Linked DNA regions of Sus scrofa: region 2 is linked to region 1. The links are chromatin contacts, called in public HiChIP or PLAC-seq maps. All regions are on one chromosome and are shown on one strand. The core of a region is the stretch at or near the end of the contact, and the rest is flanking DNA. Distances in the headings are between cores, read along the strand shown.

Region 1 (6,251 bases), core at 1,916-4,415:
GCCAGGCAGGGCTGCCAAGCAGGCACGGCCTCTGGCGCTGGTTCCCACCTGCCATGTTCCAAGCCGGCGGGCACACCGCTGGGAAGACCTGATTCTCTCGGGCTTCGCTTTTCTTTCCCTCTGACTTACGGTTTATTGATGCCCTGGGTAAGACTGATGAAGCAGTCAGGGAGCCGCTTCCTGTTCAGTTGACTTAAGAGGGATGACATGGGCGAGCCATTTCCTTGGGGCGTTTTGGGGATCTAACACCCAGATCTGGGCCAAGGTTCCACGGGTACGGGCAGGAACCACCTTTCCCTGTGTCCGTGAGACTCTGGCCCGGCCCTGACCAGTACCAGGAATGTGGCAGAGAGACACGAGGGAACTCTGCAGGAGGAGCGTTCAAAGGGCAACATGCCGTCCACCCTGTTACCAGGTAAACACCTCCGCCTCCGGGTGGATGCGAGAGCCCGAGGCCCCAGGTCTGCGGAGGCAGAGTTGTTTCCACTGCCTGAGGAGGCAGCGGGGGCAAAAAGAGGGGGCTCTGTTATCAGGAGCATGTTTGTTTGTTTGTTTGAGTCATCAGAGGAAGTGATTTCCCTTCTAGAAGCGTCTGCTGGGAATGGAGCCCCTGAAGGTGGGTGCTGAGAGGGCTCGTGGCCGATGCTCTGGGGCTCAGGAGGCTCGGCCTTGGAGCCTGGTCTCACGTGGCCAGGACAGCGTGGAGTCGCCAGCATGTGACCCGCCGCAATGGGCTCGGCAGTGGTGGGGGCCGTGGCAAAGAGGCTCAGAGACGCTTTTGTGTGAGTCCAGAACAACCACACGTAGCCCAGGATTAGTGAGCCGACCGCAAGTGTGTGGAAAGCGAGGAGGCCGTCTCCCGCTCCCACGGGGAGCTGGAAATAGAACTCTGCCCTTTGTCCTTGAGGAGCTGAGGCAACTGCCCCGTGTGGGAGTCCCGGCCACAGCCCCTTGGTTCCTCTCGCCCCCCCATTCCCCTCCTGCCCTTCTTCCTCTGTGGCCTCAGCCCCCGCCTGGGAACACTGTGGGCTGCGCTCAGCCCCACTGCTGGTCACCTCTGGGCTGGCGGGAAGGTCACATCCGGAGAATGGGTGCGCTCCTGGTTGCCAGGGAAAGCCGGACAACGCCTTCCTATGGGTACTAGCTGCCACCCGAAGCCCTGACCTGGGGCCATTCCGAAACGTTCTGCCTCTTTCTGGCAGTCATGTCAGTGTCAGGCACACCCTTCCAGGGTTTTAAGACTTCATTAAGCGAGAATCGCAGAGAGAAGCACTGTGCATTTTACACGGCATCCCGTGCACGCAGTATCGCTGGTCTTCTCCACATATGGACAGGGGTCCTTGGCTCCGGCCCCAGGCTTTGCCACACTCAGCTTGTGGGCAGTCGGGCAGGAGTCGGGAGGGAGAGGGAGGAGCGGGAGTAAGTATCTATGCCCCATCGGCTGGCCCCAGGCTGGCTGGCTTCCTCTCTCTGCTGATGACCACAGCTCCTGTCCGAGCTCTCCCCACATGACTCTCCGTCTCCAAGTTCTGGAAACACCTTCTGCCTTCAAGCTTTCAAGGCTGAGGCTGATAACTAAGCCCCGCAGTTCCTTGACCTGGCCCTGCCCCAGCTCTGGTGAGTTCCCTACACCCTGCCCACGTCTTTGTAAACAGTTCCTTTATTAAATGCCCACAGATGACACAATCAGAATGTGCCATCTTTCTACTGCTGTATCCACGCGGCGTGTGTCCATACATTACACGCACACACACACGTTCACACGAGACTCGTGAAATAACACTCACTCTTACTCCCCACCAGGGACTGTCATATATGACTCTCTTCTGTCAAATTATCAGGAATGCTTGTCCCACCTCCTCAATTCATGCCATGACTCACTTGTGGCTCTCAATTCCATCTGCAAAGCACGCGTGGGGCCAGCCCCAGGGAGGCCGCTGGTCAGCTGGCCTGGCTACGGCGTCTGGCAGAGGTCAGCGTGGAACGTGCTGGGGGTCTGTTGGATGACTCTGCAGAATGGGTGTCTACGGGGCTCCCCTAGGGGAAGGCTGGACTCCTTTCTGGGGGTCGTTCCTTTCTGCGGGCATCCCATCCCGGGGGCCGGGTTTCCACCTTGTAAGCTAGAAAGCTGTGTTGGTTAGATGCTCTGAGCTGCTGCGCTTCGGGGTGACTCACACAACAACCGGGCACAACCGCTGCAGTCCGGATTCAGCCACCCCCCAGGACGGTCCGGCGGGCACCAGAGCCGTGTTCACCCACCGGCACCCTCTCACGGGTGGGAATTCTCTCCGGAAAACCAGGCTGTCATCAGAAGGCGCCCGGCCAGCATGGCCTTAGAGCAAGGGCGTCCTTAGCAGCGGGGGCGGATCTGGGCGTCCAGAGCAGGACCTCTCCGGGACGCCCGCTTCAGGGGCCCTGCTCTGATCCCAAACCCTTGCTGACCCACCCCCTCTGGCTGACGCATTGACCTTCTCATTCTGTTCCCTACTGGGTCAGAACGATTGAAGCTTCTTATTTTGGTCCTGGTGGTGGTGGGTGGGGGTGGTTTGCGGGGTGGCTGCCCAAGGGTGGGTGGCACATGTGTTCAGGGAGCAGGGGAGTTCCCCCTGCCTCACCTTCCAGGTGGTCCTGAGATGGGCCCAGTATCTGGCCAATCAGCAATGGCCACAAGTGCAGGCTTAGGAGCGCTTTGTGGAAACTGGGCTGCCGTGGGGCGCATTATAGGCACGATCTCATTTCTCTCCCGACGAGCTGATGAGAAAGGGCCGGTTTCCCCACCATGTACCTAAAGAGACCGAGGCTCAGAGAGCCCAGGTGATTGGGCTGAGGTCGTACTGTAAGCCAATGGCTAGGGGACCCTAGAAGCCATCCGTGAGTGCACACAGGCTCTGAAAGGACAAGGAATGTGTCCCCAGCCCCTTGAGCTCCCGCTCCCTGAAGGCAGGTCCTGGCTCCGGCAGGAAATTCCCTCTCTGCCCCGCTAGCCCCCCCACAGTGCCCAGGGCAGGACTCAGCACCCCTGGACCCAGGCACCCACACTTGCTGACAGGCGCAGATTGGGGATCGGCCTCTTGCCAAAGAGGGAGGGCCAGTGGGAGCCTCAGACCACAGGGAGGTGACTCCATGGACGCACCAGACCGTGGTGGTGACTCAGCTGCCTGGCTGGTGGACGGTGCTCGGACGTCAGCCCTTGCACTGCGGCCCTTCCCTTTTTCCCCTGGAACAATAACAAATCCTGGCTCTGTGATTCGGTTGCCATGGGAACTAGAAAACATTTGATAACGTGGAAACACTGGGACAGGTGGGCTGAGCAGGTCTGGGTGAAAACAACCTTTCCTGCCCCTTCACCCCAAATCCCGGGCGTCTCACCTGTTTGGAGCAGATTAGGTAAGTAGCCAAGAGGGCGTTACCCTGCCACCTGTGTTGAGTGATCTTGTCCGACCAGGAAGTCTGGGGCAGCCACAAGTCTGCGTGCTCGTGGGATGGGCCCAAATTCCTGCTGGGAGAAGTGAGAACTGAGGCACCCTGTCTGCCTGGGAGACCGAGCGTCATGTGGGGTGTCTGCCCCTGGCAGGCGTGGGCCTCGTCCAGGACACTGAAGGCAACAGGAAGAGGGGAGGCACAGGTCCTGATGCTCAGAGAGCTCCTGTCTGCTTGGGGCAGGCCACACACCTGGACAGTCCTGCCCGGTCCCAGGCCACACTGGGAATCACCAGGCAACAGTGAGAGAGGTGCTTGGGAGAGTGGCTTCTGGGCGGGCATGGGGCTCTGGGAAGGGAACTGGAGCCCTCCAGCCCCAACAGGACCGCCGAGGGTGGCGCCAGGCTCTCTTGTTGGGTGACAGCTGGGCGCAGGGGACTGCAGGCGCTCGGAGGCTCAGCCCTCCCTGCCTTCCTCGCCAACCACGTCGCGGTCCCCGTCCTCCTCCTCCCTCCTCCACGCTCATCAACACCTCTGCAGGCGGCATGTGGCTCCCACAGCGGTGTCCCCCCCAAGACTAAACAGGCTCCACGCCCTGCCCACAGGACTCCTTTTCCTCAAACACTGACGCTTCCTAGGTTTAATGGCCTCTCCATGTGCACACGTATGACCCTCCTTCCACGCGGGTCTCTCGTGGGGACCTCCCTGTCCTCCCCCACGGCCGCCCCGGGCCTTCCTTGCACGTGACCGCTGAAGCCACCTCCTAGATGTTCTCTTCGTCCCACCCAGGCTTGGAGGCGGTGCCCCTAAAGCCCTTGACCTCTGCCCCACGTGCCAGCATTTTCAGCTTCTTATTGGGCATCGCCCCAAGCAACTCAGACCCAGACTGCCCGAGACAGGACCGCCCTGCCCCACAGACTCTTTGGCTTCTATTTCCTCTCTCCGTGGGGAGAGCCCCAGCCTCCTCCCGTGTCCCTGCCCGCTGGCTCTGTCCCCCCCCCCCCTCCACCGGGGTCAGAATTCCTTTCTAACACATGGCTCTTCGCAGCGCTCCTGCTCAGAGACCCTTGATCTCCTCGTTGACCACGTCCAGGTCTCCTGGGAGGCAGATGAAGGCCTCCTGGCCCAGCCCCACCTCCCACTCGCTCTCTTTCTGTCTCCTCCCTCCCCTTTCTGTCTGTCTGTCTCTGCCTCTCTCTGTCTGTCCCTCTCTCACCTGCAGGTCCCTGTGCCTCTTGCTCTTTTCTAGCATCGCCCCCTTTGTCATGCTGACGCCTCGGCCTGAAACCCCCTCTTCCTCCACCTGGGAACCCCCACCCTCCCCAAGGCCCCGAGCCCAGCCCAGATATCTCCCCAGCCCCATTGCACCCCAGATCCAGGGCAGAGGTCACCACTCCCTCTGCGCACCCACAGAATTCAAGCATTTTCCACCCGGACCAGGAGTTCCTGTTTCCAGCCACCTCCACAGGCCTGCAGACCTGTGGTGCCAGGCCTGTCTATCCCTTTGTGTCCTGACGTCCAGCTCGAGCCGGGGCCCCACGAATGCTGCACAGATCCCGAGTCCCCAGCTCCTCTCTCCGCCAACAGGGCAGAGCGCCCGCCTCACTCCACCCTCTTTCCCTGTGGTGTTCTGCACTTAGTACCTACCCTCAAAATGTTTGTTGAAGTGCTGAACCCTGCCATTCCTGTGCACAGCCCTGCAGTGGCTCTGGGGGCCTGTGACAGGCTGGCCACCTCGGGCATACAGGGCAGCGGTGACCTGATCATTGGAGGCCCTTCTGCCACAGCAGGGGCAGGACCCAGAAGGAGGATGGCACCCTCAGCCCTCAAGTCAGCCACCCCACAGGAAAACTCAGCCTCTCATGCCTGCTGGTGGCCAGCAATTGCTGGAAGCTTCCTCGGCTCCCTCCCACACTCCCTCCTTCCATCATTTTCCATCAGCCCAAATTCCTGGAGCTGGGTGTACAGACACTGGCTGCCCCGCCTCCACCTGCCCATACACACCAACCCTCTTGCCAACCTCACCTTCCTGCATTTCATGGACAAGCTCCGGTTAATCCAGGCCTCCTGGCCCGCATACTCTGCAGGCAACTGCTCAGGCAATTCCCCTCCCCTGGAGGCCTCCCTTCTCTCCTCCACTGATCCGAAACCGCTGCTGCAGGCCCCGCTCTGGTCTCCCCTTCCCCGCGAATTCCGTGACGCGGAACTGCCTCCCTGAATCACATCGCGGTCCTGTGGCAATCAGCAAGCACCACTCCGCTTAATAGTTCATCAGTCTCCACGCTTTTTTAAAACGCACGTTCATTTTCTTTCCGCACCTAGATGATAAGCTCTGAGGGATCAACTAGTTCTCTAGCTGCCGGGAAGGCGGGGGAATGTAGGTTTCTTCTCAACTCCCTTAGCTTCCTGTTTGTGTCCTCAACTTGAGTGGAATCATCTTTGAGAGTCCTAGTGTCTGCCTGATCAAGTCTTTTCTTGGACAGCCCCGAAAATACATCACAGATTACAAGGAAGCCTCATGCCTCAGGCTTCCAGGACTGAGAATTTAATGGACCAGAAGCTCAGCTTCTGCGGTCGGCCTGGCTGGCTGGGAGGGCTCCCAGGAGGAGAGAGAAACCAGGATTTCCACACCGTGGGAGCAGTTGTTGCCCTGCTTTGCGGTGGCTGGGGAATGACGTCCTCAGCTGGAGCAAGGCTGTGGTGGCTTGGTGACCCCGGGACCTGTGCCCAAGGGAAGTGAACCAGCCGGCCCTCTGGCTGGCCTCGGAGGAGCCTGCCTGGAGCCAGGGGGTGAAGCCAAGGGCCTTGTGATGGCCTGCCTGGCACTGGGC
Region 2 (5,997 bases), core at 24-2,523, 240 kb after region 1:
TAGCCAAAGGAGGAGGGGGCCAGAGGGCAAATACATGTGCTAGCACCAGGGTGAGGGGTGGGAATGCCTTCCCCTGCTCAGATGGCCTTAAGAGATACAGGCACTAGGCTTCAACAATGTAGTCAGAACTCGCTAGAGTTCTAATTAGGGGGAGTTTCCCAGTAATTTGCCCTCAGTACTTTAAAACCCCTCTCCCCTACTCCTCACCCCACTTCCCTGCCCTCCACAATAGTCAGCCTATCATCTCAGCTCAATTAATAAAGAACATGGGACGTTCCCATTGTGGCGCAGTGGAAACAAATCCAACTAGTATCCATGAGGTTGCAGGTTCGACTCCTGGCCTTGCTCAGTGGGTTGGGGATCCAATGTTGCCCTGAGCTGTGGTGTAGCTTGCAGTCAGGGCTCGTATCCTGCGCTGCTGGCCGGCAGCTGTAGCTCCGATTTGATCCCTAGCCCAGGAACTTACACATGCTGCAGATGTGGCCCTAAAAAGCAAAAAAAAAAAAGAATATGAATGCCACAAGTCATTAATGCCTGACACTGTGATCCCAGAAAACTGACAAGTTAGGAATTTACAATATGAAATTATTCACTCATGCAACTAATATTAGTGGAGGGTCCACAAAGTACAAGCAATGTAGAGATACAGCAAAGAATTATAGGAGGACTCTTCAACCCTAAAGCTTCAAATGAATACATGATTAATTTCCCCCAATCCTTTCTTATAAAATCTCCACTAACCCTAAGTGGTTCCCTAGAAAGACTTTTTTTTCCCCTTCCTTATTGTACACAAATTCTTGATAACAGAATCTATTTGCAAAACAAATGGTTCAGGGGAGAAAAACTAAAACCCCCAAAGAAACCAAAACTAGACCTCTTAGCTAAAAACAGAGACAATAAGTCTTATCTGAAATATACTAAGATAATGGAACTGAAACCCTGAGAGAGCCCCTGGGGTGTAATACTTTTCTTAATTCTCAATGATAGGAACAATAGAAGAGCGTGCCAAGTATTGTTCATTTGTGTTAGTTTTAAAACAATTTTAAAACCAAATCTATTTTACATAAGTATTATATACACATGATTTAAAGAATCAAATCTATAAGGCTTATAACAAAAACAGTCCCTGGGCCCACTTCTCCTGCCTGGGTTCATCCGCAAAGTTAACCACTTTCCACTCTCCTAGTGTGTTTTTCTGGTATTTACTGAATAATGTTCATCTCGCGCTAGTTCTTGACTCAGCAATTTTAGACATTTTTGCACTGACTTTCACTTGGGGTCAAGACGTCACTCTCCAGCATTCCTACTCCTTGGCTGACATTCAGATGGTCAGAGTTACAACTGTTTGAGCTGTTTAAATATTGCAAAATGAACTTCTGTACTGGTTGGTGTAGAAGCTTCCTCAATGTCCCATCTCTGTCACCCTAGCTACTCCCATTCCTGTCCTGGGAAACCCTGGACTTCCCCAGGATCCAGCAGCTGAGGGGCCCCTCTAGACCCCTGCTGCAGCGCTTTGACCACTGCCTGTTCTGAATGTCCAGTGCTCATGCTACCCTCTGTTCATTCCTAATCCCTTTGCCTTCCCATAGAACTCTTCCGATTTTTTATTGAATACAGATTTGGGGTGTTCATTACTATGTCTATATAAATATTGTTCACTGGAGCCAATCTGTAACTATGATGACATTCCTTATACAACTTTCCGCTTTTACCGGAGTGATTAAATGCCTGATATTTGACATGATTATTTTAATATCTGAATACTATAAAATATCTCCAAATGTATAATTTTCCAGGTAGTTAAAACCATCACTTTTGTTGTCACTTACACTTTCTCCTCCTGAAAATATCTCACTTGGAGTCTTACATATTCATTTTCCAGCCTGGTCTGACTGGGCTTTTCTCCAGATCTGCTGGACAGTGTCCTATGGACCTGAATTGCCTGCTATCTTGGAGCCTCTCTTTCCTAGATCCCATGCGCTGCTTCTTTGGTTTACCCTTTGTAGTGGAGCACATCCCCAAACAGGACGCTTTGGAGGTTCTCCGTTTTTGTTTTAAGATTTTGCGTATCGGGGAATGGCTTTTGGCTCACCTCACACTTGATTGACTGGGTATAGAATGCTAGGTGTCAAATCATTTATACTGAGAATTCCCAGATTGCATTACTCCAGAGATGTCAAGATTCAGGATTGTTATCTAGTGGTTTGATGACATCAATTCCCTTTTCTTTCTTTTTTTAATGGATACAGTATCTTCATCTCTGGGAGGGCAGTAATTAGACTGGAACTTTCAAAAAATCTTTTTTTTTTTTTTTTTTTGGTTTGTTTTTGAGGTCCTATGTTTGCTTCGGTTTTTGTGTTCTTATTTTTGGTTAACCAGTATGCACTGAGAAACTTTCATGTGCCTTATAGGCACTGTTCTAGGTGTTTGGGATACATGAGAACAAAGATTGCTGCCTTTGTGGGGCTCAAGTCTTTTGGTCTCTGCATTTGGAGACTTCCTTCAAATGTCTGTTGAGTCTCCATTTGTGTGTTTATTATTTTTTTAAATAGAACTTAAATAAAATGCAGAAAATTTAAATGTATAGGCCAGTGAAATTTTACAACTGTACACGCAATGTATGCACCCCTCAGATCAAAGAGCATTTCTACAACCCAGAGCCCCTGTGCCCATTCCCAGCTAACATCTCCTCTCTCCCCAGAGGTAATCACTGCAGGTTGGTTTTGCCTCTTCTGTGATTTCACGCACAGTATGTACTCTTTTGAGCCTGGCTTCTTTCATTCAACATAATGTCTTTGCGATTCATCCATGTTGTATGTATCAGTAATTCAGCTTTTTTAACTCCTGTGTCGCATTTCATCATGTGTATATGCCGCAATTTATTTTTTCATTCTATTGATTGGTACTTGGGTTGCTCCCAGTTTTGTATTATGTCCATTCATTTTTTGAGAGTAAAATACATACAAAATTGTTTCTAGAAGCTCTGTGTGAGTGGGGCTTAGAGACTAAACAGCTCCACAATGGGGCGATTGGATTGTCCAGCTGGCTCTGAGGCTTGGGACCTCCAAATAGCACCACTGGTAGCTTTTTTCTCTGGGGCTTTTTCAGTTTCCCTAAAGAAGGATCATCCAAGACGTGTGAGCCAGGCTGCCAGGATCCTAGAACTTCAAGCCTTATCCTTCCAGTGTCGAATTTCATCTTGCCCATTTTTTTTTCCCCTGAGTCTTACCTTACTCTCCAGGGCCTCTTTATTTCAATTTTCCAGAAAACAAGCCCCTTTATCAGAGAGAATTACTGGCGATGAGTGGAGGGGATAAGGACCCAATGTCATTTCCGGGCTCCTCCAACTCATCTCACTCGACCTCTTGTGGTGTCCTCCGTTCTTCAATTGTCCAGAGATTCGGGGCAGGGGGAGGAGAGACTGGACTTCTCTTGACAATGTATCTCTCTGAAGGCACTTAGGTTCCACCTCCCCTGCTCGGCTAATTCATTTCTCTTTACTCCAAACACTCTCTTTCTTCATATGCTAAGATTTGGGGCGACATACCTCCTGATTTCATCAAAAGATGAGTGTTTCTCTTTCTTGTTCTTGTTATTTTGGGGTAAATGGTACAAAGGGAGGGAAATGGATTCAGTGGCTTTGCACTTCCTTTCCCCTCCTTTGTTGAAGTTAAAGGCTCCTCATCACCACTTCTAAGTACAAAAGTCTGAAGAGGTGACCCTGCCCCTTGCTTCAGGTTCACCTGTAGCAAGTCTCTCTTTTTTCCTATGTTTAATGTAATTTTATTTTTAATGAGAAGTCATTTGCAAAGCACAATTTAAAAAAAAAAATAGGAAGTCATTTTCTGGCTGTTGTTGCTAGGCAAAACAGCTCTTTCAAGTAACGATGAGTTTTCTTTTCTCAAACTGTGTCTGGAAAATTTTGTGCAATAGACCTGTCTTTTTTTATCCTTCTGATCTACGTAGCACTTATGAAGTGGGTTCCAGCACTGCTGGGGTGAGACCTTCAGGGAAATGTGTTTGGTCATTGTTTGGCAGGTCAGGTGTGTCCAGAAGGTAAAGACTTCGGTTCCCGGAGTTCCGTTCTGTGTGCTGGGCGCCTCAGTGGCGCCTGTCTTAACTGGGGTGTGTACACAGCCTTCGTGTGTTCCTCTAGGAAATCCTGTAGGCTTGGAGGTCAGTGGTCGGTGGTTAGGTGATACGGATGGCTTGCTTGGAAAGTGGCAGCTTCAGAAGTTTTCCTTTCCTGCATCCTTGGTTACAGTGTGGCCCACTGTAAAGAGTGGGGATTGTCCTTACCCTGGAACTGTTGGGGGCCTGCGTCTAACTCCCAGGTTGTGACTGTGGCATTTAGCAGAAATGGCTGGGCTCAGAAGCAGCTTCTCATGTTGCCTGGAGGTAGCAAGTCTCTTTAGATAAGACGTCCTTGTAGGGACTTACCTGATGGTCCTCCAGTAAACAATGCTGTCCCACACTCACCTGGCATGTTAGCATCTCTTCACACCGCCAGGAACCTTCCTCTCTGATTAATGTCCTATTCAACTGCTCGACCCTCCTTTTCTTGGCTGGGGGATTGGGCGTGTGGTCTCAGCCCCCCTAATGTACAGAGGTAGAGGGAAAGGGCTCTGGCCCTCTCAGTATCACGGATTCAGTACCAGCGGCTTCCAGTCCACTGGTTCTAGCCTGAGTGCCAGGACATGAGGGGGAAAAAAGGACTGCTCAAATGTCACGTCCTCCGGGATCTTCCATGACTTCTCCCCAGAGTTCCCCACACGTGCATCGATAAAGCATTTGCTGCATTGCATAATCACTGTTCACATGCTCATTCTCCTCACTAAAATATGAGCTTCCTGAGCACAGATTTTATCCTGTGAGTGTTTTCCTTTATCAAACCAAGTGATAATCGTGCTTATGGAATGCTCACTATGTATACCAAGTATTAGTTTAAGGACTTTATATATTATTAACTCATTTACTTCTTTTTTTTGTCTTTTGTCCTTTTAGGGCCGCACCTGCAGCATATGGAGGTTCCCAGGCTAGGGGTCTAATTGGAGCTGTAGCCACCAGCCTACACCACAGCCACAACAACGCCAGATCCAAGCTGTATCTGCGGCCTACACCACAGCTCACGCCCACTCCGGATCCTCAACCCACTAAGCGACGCCAGGGATTGAACCCACAACCTCACTGTTCCTAGTCGGATTCATTTCCACTGCACCACAACGGGAACTCCGAACTCATTTGCTTCTCACAATAACATTATAAGGTAGGTATTATCATCACCCCCATGTTACATATGAAAAAAATTGCAGCACAGAGCGGTTAAGTAACCTGCCCAATTCTATTTAACGAATAATGGGTAGGGTGGAAATCTGAGCCCAGATGATCTGGCTCAGATTATGCTCTGAACCTCTCTGACCTCTGAACTAAGCAGTGCCTAACAGGTATTTGTTAAATAGATTAAAAGATAATGAAGGTGGATAGGAAAAAACCAAGGCCTTCAATAAAGTCAAATTCATTCTTAGAGATAATGACATTTTGAAGCAAACTAAAAGTTTGATTTTTATTGACTTGGTTCTCTACGCAGCCCAAGCCATAAAGACCCAGGGAAAGAGGTCTAGGAGAAGATTTCCGTCTTGAGTGTTAATGACCAGATGTTTATATCCTCTCAAAATCTGCTGTGTTTAAGCCCTAACTCCCCTGCTAGTGTGGCTGTATTTGGAGCTCAGGCCTTTAAGGAAGTAACTGAGGTTAAATGAGGTCACATGGATTAGACCCTGATCCCATAGGATTGATGTCCTTATAAGAAAAGACACCAGCAGCCTCCCTCCCACCTCCCTAACACACACTTGAAGGCAGAGAAACCTCACCAGAAACCGAACTTGCCTTGATCATGGACTTCAAGTCTCCAGACCTAAATTTCTGTCATTTGAGCCCCCCCAGTCTGGGGTATTTTGTTATAGCAACTCAAGCAGACTAAGACAACTTCTAATGGCT

The links. HiChIP or PLAC-seq counts read pairs in DNA pulled down with a chosen protein or histone mark.
Region 2: a contact with region 1 is called in an H3K27ac HiChIP or PLAC-seq map of alveolar macrophages. The contact joins two enhancer-like sites. A contact is called at or near these places in 1 of 47 Hi-C or Micro-C datasets (liver) and 1 of 2 datasets of contacts at active chromatin or transcription factors (alveolar macrophages).

What each region holds. Positions count from the first base shown.
Region 1 is chr9:130,912,950-130,919,200 of Sscrofa11.1, reverse strand. LOC102164427 (a long non-coding RNA gene) reads right to left here. Exons shown (of 3, transcript XR_002336041.1): 3 at 1-3,496. Among named protein-coding and RNA genes, the nearest start is that of NENF, 43 kb to the left of the region's middle. Within about 2 kb of position 3,165, at least 40 of the 83 cell types and tissues checked have an H3K27ac peak or open chromatin away from gene starts, as enhancers often do. A contact at or near this core is called in alveolar macrophages, where this site is marked.
Region 2 is chr9:130,670,592-130,676,588 of Sscrofa11.1, reverse strand. No RefSeq gene overlaps it. Among named protein-coding and RNA genes, the nearest start is that of BATF3, 26 kb to the left of the region's middle. Within about 2 kb of position 1,273, at least 11 of the 83 cell types and tissues checked have an H3K27ac peak or open chromatin away from gene starts, as enhancers often do. A contact at or near this core is called in alveolar macrophages, where this site is marked.